2 separate regions of the Gossypium hirsutum genome follow, and region 2 is linked to region 1. A link is a contact called in public Hi-C data. All regions are on one chromosome and are shown on one strand. The core of a region is the stretch at or near the end of the contact, and the rest is flanking DNA. Distances in the headings are between cores, read along the strand shown. Region 1 holds the start of LOC107930590. Region 2 has its middle 17 kb from the start of LOC107930619.

The links. Hi-C and Micro-C count contacts between places; a contact is called where the count stands out from the background.
Region 2: a contact with region 1 is called in a Hi-C map of leaf, with 4 times the contacts expected there. The contact joins the enhancer-like site here to the promoter of LOC107930590 in region 1. A contact is called at or near these places in 10 of 34 Hi-C or Micro-C datasets (cotyledon, hypocotyl and leaf).

What each region holds. Positions count from the first base shown.
Region 1 is chrA06:2,806,661-2,810,573 of Gossypium_hirsutum_v2.1, reverse strand. It overlaps LOC107930590, which reads right to left and starts at 2,062. Exons shown (of 5, transcript XM_016862256.2): 1 at 1,221-2,062; 2 at 1,010-1,137; 3 at 1-64. The coding sequence starts at 1,606. LOC107930589 (RNA-binding protein 1) reads right to left here. Exons shown (of 3, transcript XM_041114852.1): 3 at 2,742-3,913. The coding sequence ends at 3,018.
Region 2 is chrA06:2,851,569-2,855,245 of Gossypium_hirsutum_v2.1, reverse strand. No RefSeq gene overlaps it. Among protein-coding and RNA genes, the nearest start is that of LOC107930619, 17 kb to the right of the region's middle. Within about 2 kb of position 1,750, at least 3 of the 9 cell types and tissues checked have an H3K27ac peak or open chromatin away from gene starts, as enhancers often do. A contact at or near this core is called in hypocotyl and leaf, where this site is marked.

The DNA.
Region 1 (3,913 bases), core at 813-3,312:
AGACCATTGGCTCCTCGTCCATCCTCACTATAGCCCCCAAGGAAGTATGCACTCAAAAACCATCCTATCAATCCACAATTCCACTTTTACATAAGTTATATAATGAAAATCTTATTATTATTTTTCTTTGAGGTGAATTGCACTAAACATTCTCAAAATATGACCCAAATTCTAAATTGGATCTTAAACTTCAAAATATTCTAATTGAGGCCTCAATGTATCTGTACCATACCAATCACGTCCTTCCATCAGTCTCGCTATTAGCTTGAGTGTAAATCAGTAAGTGTCAACTCAAGTCTAACATGAAGCATATTTAGACATCAAATTATAAATGTGTACCCACAACATGTATAACTTGTATTTGATGTGTTAAAAAAATAAGCTTCTTAAATTTGTTTCAATATTGTTTGTCTTCTTAATACGTACTTATTTACAATTAGATCTTACATGTTTTACATATGTCACATGTCAAGTATGAACCGACAATTAAAACCTAAATGGTAATTAGTCTTTGATTAATACAATATGTGTAAAAGTATCATAGAGGCCCTTGTACTAGGAGATGGATTGCATTTTACCCCCTCAACTCAAAAAATGAGCAAATTAGTCTTTATACATTAGATCAAAGAGCAAATCGGTCCTTCTTATAAAAATTATATCGATTTCTAATATAAAAAATTGGTCCTTATATGCTAAAATGATATACATTTAATATGCCATCTATAACGTTCAGGCTTTTCAATACGGTAAAAATAAATTAAAATTTTAACAATAGAAATAAATGAATATTTTACAGAAAGGACCAATTTGGCAATTTGGATCCTAGTACAAGGGCCTCCATACCTACAATATAACTTTTTATACAATGTGTAGGAATACTCATGATACCTTTGATCAAGCCTGAACCCATTTCCTCTTGCAAGGGCAAGATTGCCAAAGGCAACCGAGCTAACACTCAATTGGCCCAATATGATTAAATTACAGTGAAATGTAAAAGTTAAAAGAATACCAGCCAAGAAAGGGTCAGCTGTACGTATTGTATCCATTGCAAAAATGGGGAGACCATGGTTATATCTTCCGATTGCAGAAAACAAAAGCAAAGCCAACACATCCCCACCAGCAAGCAAAGCCACTCGACTGTCACATAACAATCCAAACAATTAAAAGAATAAAAAAATAAATTTTAAAAATAAAAGGAAAAAGAAAAAGCTTTTAGTTACCCCCATTTGGAAAGATGAGAAGAAGAAGAACTGGGTTTTTCGAACTGGATAACACCTTCCAAAGGGACATCATCTTGACCAACGAAAACGGTGTCGTCGCTATTGTTGAAAGGAGGAGGAGGAGGGGAAGATTGTTTAGGGGCAGAGTCTAGGCCTCCTTCAGCCTTGGCGAGAGTGATTTGAAGGGGTTTTCGTGGATTTCTTGAAGGGATGAATTTGGGTCTTTTATGGATTGAGGAATTGGAAATTGAAGGTTTAATTGGGACAGTGAATTTGAGTGAACATTTTTTAGCCGACAATGCTCCGCTTGGACAGCTTATCAGAAACATGTTTGAGCTTCTTTCGGTTTTGTGTTGGGTTCTTTTTTGGATTCCCAAAAAGGGCATTTATTACAAAAAAAAATCAAGGGAAAATGCTGGCGTTGATATTTTCTCACCACTTTCTGGAGAGCTGAAATTAAAGAAATAATTTTTCTGTTTTTTTCTCGGTTTTTTTTCGTTTTATCTCAGCCGTCTGTTTGATTGGTCCAAACCCATCAAAGGAAATCTATATAGATCCCTCCAAGCCAGAAGCTTGATTTAGCATTTGGAAAAGGTTTTTTTTTTTTTTAACAAATGGCAGCATTACTTTCCAGAGCTAGAAATCCAAATTCAACCAATGGGATAATAATGATAAGGTACTGGGAATGGATTGATTAGGAATGTTATACAAATGGAATTGTTATTATAGTTTCTTTAAGCCTACTATGACAGTATTTTGTTGGAAACTTCTTAACTGAAGACCTTTCATAAGGCACCTCTCGACTGAAGATTTTTCGTTGGGAACCCCTCGTGAAAATTCATAGGCTAACAGCCTTCGTTAAGAACCCCTCGACTGATAACCTGTATGACGACCAGACTCACTCATCATAACAAGGGATAACAATGTCAATACAAAATAACTTGGGACAGCTTAGGACGCAAACAAGATTACACAAGACATACCATGACACCAGTCATATTCGTTTGGCATCTAACCTCCAACCTCCCAATGCGACCCATCACGTGGCACTACGAAACAATAAGTGACTGACTATATAACCCAATAGCACAAAGGAGACGGAGATGGATACTAGAACACAGGCTTCTCCACCTTTCTCCTTTCTCTTTCCTTTTTATCTTCTCTTTCATCTTTGATGGCTCTTCACTCCTACCTTTTGTTGACACTTGGTCTCATTAAGGAACATTTCAAGTTCCAATTGTTTTTGTGGCTAAATCGGATTCCAGTTGTTTTATTTTGGATTTTGATAATTTTAGGTTCCAATTTTAAGTTCCCATTTTGAGTTAGATTTGGGTTATTTCATTTACCTAAGTAATTTTGGACCAAAAACATTTTGATTATGAGTAATTTCAAGTCATTTTGAGTCGGATCACCTAACAATAAGGCCCAAGAAGGGTTGAAAAAGCCGACCAATATCAAAACCATGTATTTTATATTTGAATTAGTTTTTTAAATTTAGCCAACCAATAAAAACCAGTTGAATAAAAAAAACATAGCTTCATTATTAACATTGCCTGACAGAGTAGTGAAACTGCACAAAGAGAAATTAGAATTACATGATACCCTGATTTCTGTACGGACAAATCATCATAATCTAAACACAATATATATATATGAGCACTGCCGGGCATGGTTATGGCACAACATTACGTCTAAAAGTGGAAATGGACCAAATCATGGTTAAACTTTTCCTAAGCCTGTTTAGTTAAAAAAATTCACTAACCCTTCAAAGTTCGAACCCCCAAATGTGCCGAGTGATCATCTTGAAGCATCAACATATAAAGGCTCAAGTTCTCCGTCATGATGTTTCTGATCCTGTTCGCTAGAAGCACCGGCGTTGCATTCCTTTAAACCCTCACCATCATAGTTTGCTCCTTCGGTCTGAGGTGGCATGGCATTTGTAGGTGGATCTCGAGAGTCATCATTAACTTGATTTGATTTTCCATCAACTGCGTTCCCAGTAATCCCATTGAACCCACCAGTCACTGTACCCACTAGACCAACCCCATTGTTCATGCAAGGGGGATAGGCAGATGCAGTTCCATAAGGTGGCGGGCAAAGTCTTGGTCCAAGCATTACAGGGGCATAAAAAGAACCCCTCGGAGTAACTGGAGGGACACCATAACCTATCCTACCATATCCAACGGTTGGGTACCCATTGCCATAAACACCACTTCCGTAAACATATCCATCAATGGTATTATACCCAATAAGAGGAGCATAACCAGGGAACATACCATATCCAGGACTACCGGGAACGTAATCAAAAGGCTGAAAACCATTATATGGTGATACCGGTACAACACCAGCCTTCATGTTATAACCATTGTTACCACCATTATTCCCTTCTTTTGGCACTGCACGTTTGACTTCCACAAGCCTATTACTCAACTCATGAAAACTCTTCTGCATAACATTCTCCACAGCCTCTTCCGATTCGAAAGTAACAAACCCGAATCCTCTAGGCCTGTTAGTCAAGCTGTCATGCATCACAACTACGTCGGTTATTCTACCGAATCTTTCAAAGTAATTCTTAAACTCTTCCTCGGTTAGACTAGCGGATAAACCCCCTACGAAGATCTTTTTAGTCCTAAAGTGATTATTGCTATCAACAGGTTCACTACCACCATTCCTACTCGGCTGTTCATTCGAAT
Region 2 (3,677 bases), core at 501-3,000, 45 kb before region 1:
ATTGTTAAGAATAATTATTTAAATAATTAAAGAGAGTATATAAAGAGATAGGTAGAAAGCGAAGACCTTGTAAAATAGCCATCGTTACTATCTCTTCACCATGTTGTATTGTTTGTAAGTTTCAATTAAATTTCAATTTTCAAATCCCAAATTGCTTTTGTTAAGAGTTTAATCTATTTTATTAAGAACAATTGCTAGCACATATTCGATTAATTGAATATCATTGTTAGAAAATGAAGTTTGGAGCTTATTTGCTTTGCTGTTTGTGATTTAAATTACCGTTTCGATAGAAAATTTCATTGAAGTCATAACTTTCAATCAAATTCCTTTTTTCTTGACAAGATTTTAGGTTTTTTTTTCTCCAGCAATTAGAATTATAGAATGACTGGCAATTTGGTGGACTTAACTTGCTCTTTAGCATTCTCTCAGTAGTTGACATAAATTATTTGGTTAATGAGTCTATATTTTATAACAAGGACAATATAGTAAAATTTGCTTTTAGGTAATTTTACTTTCCATAAACCAAACACTTGAATATTAAATTCCTAGGCAAATGAACTAAATAAAGTAATCTCACATTCTACTTATACTCTTACATTCCCATAATTCTATTACGGAATGCAATCTAAGATAACCAAACGCCTCTTTAAGGTTTTATACTTCAAAAACCTTAAGTATACTCTTTACAAACAAGGAGAAGATGAGCAAACTAACAATGAACCTCAAGTAGGTGTGTTTGCAAATGAGACTCTAAATACAAAGATTTGAGAGTAAGAAAAGATATTGCAGCAAGCTCTTAATGAAATATGTATAAGAGAAATGATGAAGAAAATGAAGAGTTGAAGTTAATTCCCTTGTGTTTTATGCTTGGATATTTCTCTTTTTTTTTTTGATGTGTCTTTGGCGTGTATTTATACTAAGGGAATGAGTTTGTAAATATTTATAGTCGTTGGGTAAGACTTAGAGTTATTGCATCACTCAATTTGTACATTAACTGCAGTTGCAGATGAACTTGAACTGATACTACTAAAAAACTATAGTCGTTGGAAGGCAATGGTATCGCCACAACTAGGCTAGTACCGATACAACTCCAGAAGTATCAATACTTTTAGGTTTGTTGTAACACTACTATCTAGGGTTTTACAGTTTTGCTTATGTATCGAAACTATGCCCCAAACTTGTTTAAAATGGATTTAAACACTTAAAACATTTTGGTATTTACTAAAGAATATATGGATAAATTCAAATCATTAGAAACATGTTTTTGAGTATTTTATAAGTCTTTGAAATGCTTTAAAACAGTTTGAACACTAAATGACTTAGTTAATATTGTTATACCAAAAACTTGAGACATCAAAATTAACATCTTGCTTGAAATATTTTTATTGTTATATTAAAATTAATAAAGATGAATAGATAAAGTCAATAACAAAATTATTGATTTTTGAAAAGTAATGCTAAACTAGCTTTTATTCAATTAACCAAAGGTTTTCGATAGAATAAGTTCAGTCAAGTTAGTTATAATGGCTACGATAGTTTTGTAATAGGTTAAAATAAATTATGTCACTCAATTATTAATTATAAATTAGCAGAATCAAATCAGTTGTCTTTAGCTATTTTTTAATATATAAAAAAATATTTTTTTTGAGACAATCAACTGGGTTTTATTTATTAATTCCAAAACAAAGCTCAAAAAAGCAAACGGGTTGTACAGTTAAAAGTGAACCTAACCATTAGGCCCAATAACCTAGCAAAAAGAGCATGCCTAGATTACCACATGGGAGCAAACAAGTTCAGTTTGGCAACCCAGCCCCCTTCCCCATATCTCTTTTATATAAAATTTTAATCAAAATCAAAATCTAAGCTTATTCGATTTAATTGACTTAACCGATCAAACCAAATATCGTGAAGTTGATTACATCGATTAAAACCTAAATGGTCAATTAGTAAGCTAAAGTATTATTCTAAACGATCAAATTACATTTTAAATTTTTTTAACCGAATCCACCGACTAAACTCTCCTACAAATAATTTTAGATAAAAAAAATTGATGAAATGGACTCAAAAAGTGGGATGATCATTTAAACCCAAAGTTTTGAAAATTGGACCAACAATGGACTTATGGAGTTATTCTTTACTATCTGAATTGGGCCAACAATGGGCTTGACCCAAGTGCATTGAAAAACAGATTAGGCCTCAACATAAAAGAGGAAAGTTAAATAGACTCAACCCAGTAAAATAAGAGTCCACCAAAGGAAAAAAAAGTACCGGGACCAACCGGTCGAGTGATAAAGAGTTTAGTTCTGTAACCTTTTTAACTCGATCCAGACGTTATGATCGAATTATGAAGATAAAATTAGTCAAAAAAATCAGAAAAAGTCAAAAATGGCTGAGCAAAACTGATACAAGAAGATAAACACATGAACTGCAAGAATTGCATGGATTCAGTAATATGATATAACATTAGGGTTGTACGGTGGAAAATGGAGACTAGACAAAGAGGAGATGTGTTAGAGTCGAAGAAAAGACAAATTTGCAGACAAAATACTCACGGCTTAGGCTTTTAGCAAATGGCATTGTACACCCTATCATATATCAATATCATGGTTTATTATATTGTGTTTTTAAATAATAATTATACTAGCAAAATTGGACTAAAGATACTCACGTTAGATTCTGGACGCTGACAGCTTTGAATGCATATAATAATCCAATATGTATATATATGATCTGAAACATATATATGATCTGAAACTGAGAGGGGCTATTTAGCTATGTATGCTTTTAGCCTTATGAGAAAATAAAAACAAAACTGGCTGCCACAATCTGTACGGAGCATCATCCTCAATCTTGTTCCCAAGCCATTCAATTCATTTTGTTATCATCATTCTCGATAATTTAATTTTTGTTTGGTATAATTCTAGTTTTAGTCCCTTTACTATGTTGATTTTGTAATTTAATCCTTCAAACCCTTTACCTGATATACTCTCGCATAAGGAGGCTTGAACTCACAATCTCTAAGAATATGCAATGTTGTAGGGGCTAGCTATGTTATTACTTAGTTGGGTAATTTTTCAGCTTTAATTTTTCATATTTCATCTTCTTTTTTTCTTTTTTTTATAATAAGGGGCGAAGTCAAGAATTTTATGTTGGGGGTTGGCATAAAATAGTAAAATTTGAGGGATGCAAAAGCTAAAACTTTTGTATTAAAGGGGATTAAATTAAAATATTAAATCTTTGGGAGGAAAAATGATAATTTTCATTTTTACCAAAGGGCTAAAGGACTTCAATTAAATTACTATTTTTTGAGAGGGACTAAAATTGCATTTTTTTCATTTAAATAAAGAATTAAAAATGCTATTATTAATTTGGGCAAACTCCACCCATGGCTACTAAATTGTCATTCAACTTCAAAAAGTTATAAAATGGTCATTAAACTATTCAAAAGTTTTCATGTAGTCACTAAGCTGTTAATTTTATTTTTTAAAGTCTAGTTAGTGAGCTCTAAGCGATGATTCAACAATCGGTACAATGGATCAATGCCTATCAACGAGTAAAAGAACATACTTTATATTCAAGTCGATATGATGGTTAGTGTCAGAAATCGAAGAAAGGTGTTTGAATTTTGATTCACAGTTTCATTATATTTAAAGTTGTTTCATAACTGTAGAACAGAA